Regions from separate parts of the Mus musculus genome. Here region 2 is linked to region 1. The links are chromatin contacts, called in public HiChIP or PLAC-seq maps. All regions are on one chromosome and are shown on one strand. The core of a region is the stretch at or near the end of the contact, and the rest is flanking DNA. Distances in the headings are between cores, read along the strand shown.

The links. HiChIP or PLAC-seq counts read pairs in DNA pulled down with a chosen protein or histone mark.
Region 2: a contact with region 1 is called in a RAD21 HiChIP or PLAC-seq map of pro-B cells, with 5 times the contacts expected there. The contact joins two enhancer-like sites. A contact is called at or near these places in 2 of 15 datasets of contacts at CTCF or cohesin (large pre-B cells and pro-B cells), 16 of 484 Hi-C or Micro-C datasets (the C10 cell line, Th1 cells, embryonic stem cells and 5 more) and 2 of 115 datasets of contacts at active chromatin or transcription factors (embryonic stem cells and large pre-B cells).

Annotation. Positions count from the first base shown.
Region 1 is chr15:10,080,086-10,085,115 of GRCm38.p6, reverse strand. No RefSeq gene overlaps it. Among named protein-coding and RNA genes, the nearest start is that of Prlr, 95 kb to the left of the region's middle. Within about 2 kb of position 2,290, at least 2 of the 459 cell types and tissues checked have an H3K27ac peak or open chromatin away from gene starts, as enhancers often do. A contact at or near this core is called in pro-B cells, where this site is marked.
Region 2 is chr15:10,311,504-10,316,533 of GRCm38.p6, reverse strand. It overlaps Prlr (prolactin receptor), which reads right to left. Exons shown (of 10, transcript NM_011169.5): 3 at 2,261-2,369. The coding sequence starts at 2,315. Among named protein-coding and RNA genes, the nearest start is that of Gm41269, 44 kb to the left of the region's middle. Within about 2 kb of position 2,188, at least 3 of the 459 cell types and tissues checked have an H3K27ac peak or open chromatin away from gene starts, as enhancers often do. A contact at or near this core is called in pro-B cells, where this site is marked.

The DNA.
Region 1 (5,030 bases), core at 1,041-3,540:
ATGTAAGAAGTGAAGGTAGGACAGGTTGAAGTTCAGGGCTATCCTAGGCTACATGAGTCCTTGTCAAAATAAATAAATAAATAAATAAATAAATAAATAAATAAATAAATAGTAAAACTCGATGTGAGGACTTTTTATTTAATGTTCTTTAAACCCAAGCTGATTTATTTGTTATTATACAGGTTTAAATTTTGAGACAGCATATCACTATGTAGCCCTAGCTTGCCTGGAATTTGATCTGTTAGACTAGGGTTGCCTAGAACCCACACACATACACCTACCTCTGCTTCTTGAGTGCTAGGATTTCAAGGCATGCTCCACAACCTTGGTTCTGTAGTTTTCAGCTTCCCAATAGTTTGTGTTATTATTCAAGTGAGAGCAGTGTAGAAAGCTGAAACATTATGCTGCTCATCAGGAGACTGGTTCCTGCTGTTGTCTCAGGACCAGCCTTTCCAGGTATTTCTGTCCTGTGTAAGGTCCGAAAGTGTGTGAAGAGATAATGAGGTCATATGCCCAGTCAGTGTCCCATGGCTTTCCATGCTACATTTGGCGTAATCATTTTATAATTAGAAACCCCCTTTTGTTTCTGCATTTAAAGTTCATAGATCAAGCCCATGATACAACAACACATAAGGCTGGTGAGTAAGTACAGAAACTTGGGTTAAGGTAGAGAAGACTCACATTTACAAATTTCAAGCAAGGCAGGAAGGAACAGGGAGACAAAATGATGGAGCAAAAAAAAATTGGAAAAAATATATCTGTTAAAATGTGATGTCAGTATTCATAGAACTAAAGAAGAATGGTGGGTGGGAGAACTCTTAGTGTGAGGACTCAAAGTGGGTTAACTGAACACTCAATCATCAACAACAACAACAAAAAGAGAATAAGTCAAGTGTCAGGGAAGTGCTTGGATACTTGGATCTGAACTGTCTGGATGCAGCTTTAGATTATTATTCCTGGAAAATATTACATTAAGAAAAGTGTTGGAGGACTATCAAATGCTGTCTTTTATATGTAGGCCCTAATTATAGTGTGTGTGTGTGTGTGTGTGTGTGTGTGTGTGTGTGTGTGTGTTTATGTTGGTGTGAGTGGGGCAAAGTAGATCATGAGAATGGATAAAGAGAGGTACTGAGGAGGTGTCAGGGTAGTAAGACACATGCAACGTCAAGCCAAAGGGAACTTTTGTGGGGGTTAGGAGGGTACAAAGTGGGTGGTGAGGAGTAAGAAGAAAAGTAAAGGTGACTAGTGAGAAGCGTGTTTTGCTTGAAAATGTCAAAATAAAATGTAACAGTGTGTATGCTAATTAAAAACTTTAGAACCCTGTGCTATTTTAAGGCATGGGATCTTTATCTGTAGAGAGGAATGTTGTTATGTCTGTGAACTTGGTCTTATAGACTGGGACAGAGAAAGCCTGGGAAGGGTGGGAACACAGGCATGGAGAAGTCATAGCCAATGGATGCTTTTTATTCTCCCCAGGAACTAAGTTTATTTCTGAAACAGGACTGGAAATGACTGTTCTCTACAGAACAACTTAGTAAAATAGAGCTATTAAGGTAAATATGTGGAAAGCAGTTACTTTCCTATGTGTTGGTATGGGTTTCTGTCATTTGGATCTTAGCTATTTTCTAACGATCCAGTACAACTTGGGGACAGCCTTTCTTCCTAGATTGCTCTTAATGGATAAAAGTGACAATTAAACCTTAAGTTCTTCAGACCCTTGGTGAATTGACCAAATAAATTAGGTGTGACTTAAACTTGTATGTATTGTGGTGGTTTTAAGGAAAACCACCTCATAAGAGTGGAAGTATTTGAAAGGGTTAGGACCTGTGGCCTTGTTGGAGAAGGTTTGACTTTGTTGGAGGAAGTGTGTCACTCAGGGTGGGTTTGGGGGTTTTAAATGGTCAAGCCAGGCCCACTGGCTCATTGTGGATCCAGATATAGAACTCTTAGCTACCTTTCCAACCTCGTTTCTACCTGTATGTCACCATGCTTCCTGCCATGATGATAATGGACTAAACTCCTGAAACATACCAGACCCAACTAAATGCTTTTCTCAATGAAGTTACTATGGTCATGGTGTCTCCTCACTGCAAAGGAACACTAAGACATGTACCTTATAAGTATGTGTACTACGTTTTAAGGGAATAAATACAGACCCTTTCAAAAGCAAAAAATTTAAAAAATAAAGCAAAAACATCTCATAAAGGGACTGCAATCCACTAAGACTAATTAGTAAATTTGAGCCTTCTCATAACTATTGAAGTGTCAGACATCTGTATCCTCATTCATAATAGGGAGTCCCATGGGTACCATTTAAAATATTGAATTCTACACAAGATGAGAGCCTGGAAACATGTGGGCACACACCAGTGATTTCTTTCTTTTTTCTTTTTCTTTTCTTTTCTTTTTTTTTTTTTTTTTTTACAATGGGAGTTTTTCTGCTGGGAACCCTCAAAGACAAACAAATAAACAACAACAACAAAAAATCCCTGTTGTTATGGATTTCAAGCTTACTCTTTGGTGTCTCTTTGAACAGCTGTAACAGAAAGAGTTTTAAAGTGCTACAGGATTTCCTAGTGGTTGAGAAAAGGAGACATCCTTTGGCTGTAGATCAGTGCACATTTTTCCACAATGAAGGGCTAATAAGTGTGGAGCAGGAATTTCATAACCAGTGAGGAAAGTGAAGTAGAGACAGATATGATTCTCAGGAAGGTGGTTTTGGAGAAGAGCCACCTTTAGCAGTGTCCACAGTGTGCATGTCCCTGGTTCAACACTGGTCAGATCTTTTTAACTCTCAAACTCTCTGTAGATCCTGAAAGATGTTCCAGGTCACACATAGAAACATCTTTAGAAGCCATGGAAAAGGAATTATACTGACAACTACTTGAACCAGTTTCAAAGTTTATGTGGATATTGAGACACCAACATAGCTTGTGAGCTCAAATAAAATATTTCAAGTTTTAATCTTGTACCACTTAGCTCTCTTGGGGCAGCTTTTGTAGCTTTAAATCTCCTCTAGGTCAAAAGATCAAATGCAGTGGTTCATGAGATTCAATTTATATAGCCCTACAAGGTAGCCTGGTTCAAATTATGGTCATATGTTCCATAGTGTTTCAGTTGATGATGGGTTGTGTTTAAAGAATGGTCCCCAGATGCTCATGTGTGAATTTTTAGTCTCTAATTAGTAGAAATGTTGGGGAAGGATTAGGAGGTGTGGCCTTGTTGAAAGACGTGTGTCACTGGTGTCAAAGGACCCATGTACTTTCTCATGTGCTCTTTGCCTTCTACTTCTGTGATGTGAGCTCTCAGCAGTTGCTCCAACTGCCTACCACCATGTCTTTATTCTTTAAGGAATAAACCCAATTAAACTCTTTCTTTTATACATTGTCTTGGTCATGATATCTTATCATATCAATAGAAAAGACTACACGAAAATTACATGTAACATGGTGTCATTACTATATAGCCAAAGGATGTACACAGTAGGGTACATCATCTAATTTTAAGTATATATTTGTAGTTTTACAACAAAATTGCCTGACGATGCATTTTTTGCAGGAGTCATCTGTTATGTTCACTGTTAAATGACACATTAATTATAATTAAAACAAGATGGATTTTAATTATTCAGAAGCCATTAATCTTATTTCAGATGCTCAAATGCCATTTTTGGAGGTCAGGTGTCATGGCACTAATTTCAGTATTTAAAATTTTGGGATAGGAGCATCATAAACTTGAGGCCAGACTGGTCTACATAGAGAATTCAAGGCAGTCTTTATTATAGAGTGAGAAAGCTTATCTTGGTTTAAAAAAAAAGCAAACATACAAATTAACAAGATGGTGTAGGATTATCTTCTTCTACAGTAGATAAGTATTGTATAGAGTATAGAGCATTCTTATTATCACAAAGGATTGGATTAACAAGTTCTGCCAGCCTCCTTCCATGACCATATAGTATCTGAGCACGTTCTAAGGCTGGATACTCATCATTAAAAATATGTATACTTAGGTTAAGTATCATCATCAATACACCACTTTTAGACAATTAAATCTATAAAGTCCTGAGTTTGAATTAATAAAATTGTAGTGGGGGCTAACACTCTGGGGAGCAAGGACTGAACAGGGCAGTCATTGAGATAGTGCAACAGGTAAAGACACTAGCCGTCACATCTGATGACTTGAGTTTGATCCCCAAACGCCCACTTGGTGGAAGGAGACAACAGACTTCCACAGGTTATTCTTTGATCTTCACACGTATAGTGTGTCATGTGCATGCCTGTATCAAACACAGTAAGTAAGTAAGTAAGTAAGTAAGTAAGTAAGTAAGTAAATAAATATAAAAATAAATATCAACTAAAGCTCTGAAGGAAAAGAAACCAACCAACTAAGTTTCTCTATAACCACAAAATAGATGCAAAATAAATAAAGATGCAAGGAAAACATTGTAAAAATAATTAGTATCTAATTATACTTCACCTTAAAAATAATCTAAGCCGTAAATATTTGAAGACTGGTAGAGTAAACCATTAGTGGCCATTGCCTTGAGTTAGAGAACTCAAGAGAATGCTAATGCAAATCAAAAGCACTGCAAATAAGATGTAGTTTTTTTCTTTCTTTGTCCATAGTATATTGTTTCTGCATATGGGTGTCATTATGCATACTGAATATCTCCCTTTTTGTCTTAGGTACCAGTGTGAGAGGTGAGATTTATTGTTTCTCTGCACTGTTGAATGGCTCATCTGAGAAGAGAACTGTAGATAAAGAAGTGTGTGTTACACAAGTTGTGTAGCTCATTATGGCTATTGGTATTTTTTTCTTCTTATTTTTTTCAATTGTCAAATAAGTATTACATATATAATATATTGTGTAACTTCATGAAAGATATGAGTTGTGGAATGACTAAATCAACCTAATTAGTGTACATTTTACCTCACATACGTGAGGTTAGTGATGCATTTAGTCAACAAATGAAAGAAACAGGACAGCCTCTTATTTCTTATCTTCCCATTAATGAAATCACCATCTATCTT
Region 2 (5,030 bases), core at 939-3,438, 230 kb before region 1:
GAACAATTTATTCTTAGTTCTTGAAGCTTCCAGCTGTTAATAGTACTTCACTTAGATGTGGGGATTTAGGAGCCCCTCACATCTCCGCGATAGACTGTTATCTGGCTTGATCTTTTGCATGTCATGGTGAAATTATGAGTATCATGGTGCTGCCATGTGTCCAAAAGACAATGTTTCATTCTAGTTTCCCTGGATCTCTGGCTCTCACAATCTTTCTATCCCTTCTCCCAAAATAGCCCCTGAGCCTTTGTGTGTGAGTTCAATGCAGATGTCCTACCTATGGCTGAACAATCTACAGATTAATGGTCTAGTATCTTGTAATTCTCCCTTTTGCTGTTTACTGACTCTCAGTCTTAGTCTCCTTTTGTATTTATGCCCTGACCTCCTTTCTTTTTTTCTTTTTCCGGGCAGGTGACCTTGTAGTTCTGCAGATTTTCACAAAGCGGTATGGTAAGAGAAAAGATAGAGGGTCATTCCACTCTGAGTGGGGAGAGCTGTTCCCACTCTCAGGCTAGAAGAAAGAAGGTAGGCAGGATGTGAGGTGGCCAACGGTATGAGATTTTTCACTTGCTTAATCTCCAGAACTCTTTGCAAGCTGATCTCCAATTCTCATGTTTGGTTGTTATGTTGAAAGGAACAGAATAATGCTGGGATTTTGTCATGATGCTGTCGGCTTGGAAGGCCAATTATAACTGATGGTATATCTTATTTTCCACCCCCCCCCCCATTTTGCCTTGGTGTTAGCAGCTCAGGGGTCTTCTATATGTTCCCCCACATTTATTCAATTTTTCACAAAGGCTCACAGGTAGGAACTTTAGCTACTCACCCATCCAGCAGATCAGGTCAGGGGAATCATGGCAAAGGGATCTGTATGAACAGGAACCACATTTCTGTACGAAATGTGTTAAGGAAGAACTTAATGGATGATCTAGTATGGTGTACCAAATGGGGCCATGGGCTGGCCAGCAAAGCATCACAGTAGCTTAGAACTGCTGAAAAGAATCTGTGTGAGCATTGTGTGGATCTACCAATATTTGGAGCATTGTTCATCCTCCAGGGAAGATTTTGTCAGGATAGTGCTTTTGGGAGTCATTGCAAAAATACAAGGTTTCTTTTGCTTGTTTTATTCTGCCATGGGTGAGGAGAAGCAAATTATGTAGAGAGAAATATTCATTAAAAAATCTCATCAATCCTAGGAGGCAGAGGCAGGCAGGTTTCTGAGTTTGAGGCCAGCCTGGTCTACAGAGTGAGTTCCAGGATAGCTAGGGCTACACAGAGAAATCCTGTCTTGAAAAACTAAGCAAGCCAAACAACCTTCTAGGGGGGAAAGGTAAGGCTGTGAAATGATGTGAAATGACAAGTAGTCAAATGTTACTTTCATGTCCCTAGAGGAAACAAAGTTTATGGACTATCTCAGTGCAATACAAGGGATATGATACAAGTCCAAGAAATGCAGACACTTGCCTATGCTGATTCCATATACACAGATAATGCATAACATCCATATAAACATATCCAGAGAGAAATACAAGCAAAGGCATAATGATGGCAATATATTGGTACACACACACACCCCATATATATACACACATATGTACACGATATACACAGAGGTTACTCATTGGTATTCACATATACACATATATTCACACAGAAGCATTTATAGCCCAGTACTATAAACAGTTGGTATGTACATTGTTACATTCAGAAGTACACATGTCCAGAAAGACATAGAAGTAGATAGGGAAACCTATGTAGATAATCACACAGCTTTTCATTTAGCTCTGAATTTTGTTTCTCTGAGTTGCACACATACTGGAAGTGGCTGCACTTCTTTCTCACCTTGTAATAGCAATCCTGTGTGTTATTTTATGGTTGTCCAAAGGTATTTTCAAATGCATTAATCCATCTGAACTATGTGAAATATAACTATCCTCCTTTGGAGAAATTAAAACCACGGAGAGACACACAAGTGGTTCAAGTCATGTAGCTGGCAACTGTAAGAACCTGGATGGCAAGTCCATCTCCAGTGCCCTCTCAGTGCCCTCTCAAAATGGGGATGGAAGAGAGGGGGTGCATGATAAGATCAGGCATTAATTTTAATGCAGAAGTGTGGCAAATAATTTAGTAGCAGCACATGACCCAGACGTCTTCCTTTCTCACAGCTGCATTGCAACAGACAGAGACAGCCTCTCCACCCCCCCCCCCCCCCCCCCCGATAAACACTTCAGGCAAGGAGAGCAAGAAGAGAGTCTCTTACCATTCAGGAGGCTGATGCTGAGGACAAGCAGCATGTAAGCAAGTGCAGATGACATGTTTTGCTTCAGGCTGGCCCTTCTTCTTGCTACAGGCAATAGATCAGAGGCTCCCTGGAAGAGAAAGCACCAGGTGACATTTGTTAAATGACAACCGCTCAGGCACATGCACCATTTACTTTTATTCTGGGTGCTTGCAACTGGTTCTTGCTCCTTGCTTAATGTGAGCGACAAAACAGTGGGAAGAGAATCTAGTAAAATGTAACATGGGATGGCTTGGCTAAGAAGCCCTGATTCACACTTGCTGGCAAAGATTTCACCACAAGAGGTCGTCAGACAACAGTGTAGAGAGTTCAGGGGAAGTCTCTTCAGGAAGACAGTTCAGGCTGTTGGCTTTTTATTTTATTTTATTATATTATTATTTTATTATTTTCTGCATTCATCTTTCCACATGATTGTTTAGCTGTCTAATAGCACATCACCCATTTATATAATATAGACTGTGCTCCCCACAGGAGAACCATTCATGGAGGGTTCTTGCTCCAGTATCCAGAGCATAAACCAGGTCAATTTATCGATCCTGCCAGATTGAGAGTGGGATGGTCAGGGTGGAGGTTCCTGTCTAAGTTCAGGCTGAGAAGGTTCAGGAACTCTCCAGGGATATGGCCATGGCTGTGAAGCAAACCTCATAATGAATTTTAGTGGCCCTCCGTGTGGCTTCTTTCTCCCTTCTGTAAAGCCCCATAACAAGAGACAATGAACAGTAATAATTCAAACCTCTTGGGTTCAGGGTATTAAGTCAATTTTGAACTTGCAGGGCTTGAGAGTTTTGAGCAATTTATTAATATTATTATTTTTACTCTTTGGAACCGTTTTCAAAGCTTCTCAAGTTCCTGCCTTTTTAAGAAAGATTTTAAAGACTTTTTTTATTAAAAAAAAAAAGACTCATTAGTCTTATTAGACTTCAGACAGTGCTCCAAAAAAACAATAGATTTTGATGAACGACATATAAATTTCCAGAAGCACATGGTTTTCATTTCCTTTTAAATTTTATTTTTAAATCAAGGGAAGAACATCTAGGAGGCAAAGTTCTCCGTCATAGACTCTTCAAGCATTGTGAAGAGATGTGTGATGAGCCCCCAGAGGCACAGAATCCATCCTCCTGATCAGGGGATGTGCTCTGTCTGCCAAATACATACCACGCAACGGACAGCTTTCTGAAGGTGTAGAACACCTGCCACTACTGCTGTGGAATCACTCAAAAATAGACATTTTAACGACACTGGAAGCTTGGGGTACGCACATACCAACAAGCGGTGCCCTTCTATCGAATGTTCTGGTTGAGAACTGAATCCAATCCATTAATGGGCTCAGCAAAGTTCTGGAGACCTTTTGCTTGCTTTGCCTAGATTCCTTGCAAATACACATCTAGGTAGCACAGTCTCAATCTAACCTACTTCTTTTAATCTCTCAGGGCCATCCTCTTTAAACCAAGTGCTCAGCAGCTTCTGATAGGTTTTAAATAATGAACTTGTTCTAACAGGCACTGGTGTGAGTTCTTCCATCACTTGAATTTTATTTTGTCTTTTTCATGGCCTCATAAGGAGACATTGGTTTCCACCAGCTCGGTTTAACAGGTACAGAGACTGAGTGTAGAGAGATTTAGTAGACTGTTATCCACACGCTGACAGGAGAGAGAGAAAGAGAGAGAGGGGGAGAGGAAGAGGGAGAGGGAGAGGGAGAGGGAGAGGGAGAGGGAGAGGGAGAGGGAGAGGGAGAGGGAGAGGGAGAGGGAGAGGGAGAGGGAGAGGGAGAGGGAGAGGGAGAGGGAGAGGGAGAGGGAGAGGGAGAGGGAGAGAGATCTGGCAAGTCCCAGAGCATCTGAGAAATCAAGAGTTGTGTGATACCTGTGACAGACAGTGAAACTGACCCTTCTATAGAGTGATACATAAGACAAGAGCAATTGACCCATGGAGAGAAAAATACCTGGTTACATGGGTAAGCAGGAGCCAGAGAGCTAGGGTAGACAGAGGTCATCAGTTATGGCTCTACTCGTTCTTAAGGGTGTCTAATGCTGTTGATCTTATTTGTGTATAACCTGGGAAGCGTTCTTCATCTTGAACATACTTTAAACTCAGCCTGGCTTGGGAGTCAGATTCTGCTTCCTGGCTGAAGGTGCTCTAAAATATCCCCGTGTTAAAACTTCCCTCCTCCTTTGGGCATCACATAAAACAACATCTGAGATCACCATGCTATAAATCACCCTTCGTGGGTGAAATCGGGAAACCTCTGCCAGACAGGTCTATGACTGTTTTGCAAATGAAATACTCAGATAGGAATCCAGGTAGGCAGAAGCCAGAGTGGATTTAGTTATTTGTTTGTATTTCCTCTTCTGCTGGTGTAGGATCAAAAATCCTTCTCATTAAAGTTGTAAAAATGCTTGGTGTTCTCATTAGATAACTTTTTTCTACATATGCTGGAATCTGGTCACACCCATGCACTTCCTAATGCCCCAAGCTGCCCGTGTCAAGGAATTAGACACATTCCCAATGCGTTTTTGACAGTGACTTCCCAACTCAATCTTCACCTTATCCTCTGGCAAGGTAACCATGATGTGGTAAGAAAACTTTCAGAGGGAAACAAAATGGCCACTCATTTTGGCTATGCTCAATGTTAACCCCGATCGCACAGTACATAGTTCTTTTGTCCTAGCATTGAGCACACCCTCTCCTGATCCACAGACAAGATTTTATGGTAATCAGACACAAGACTAAG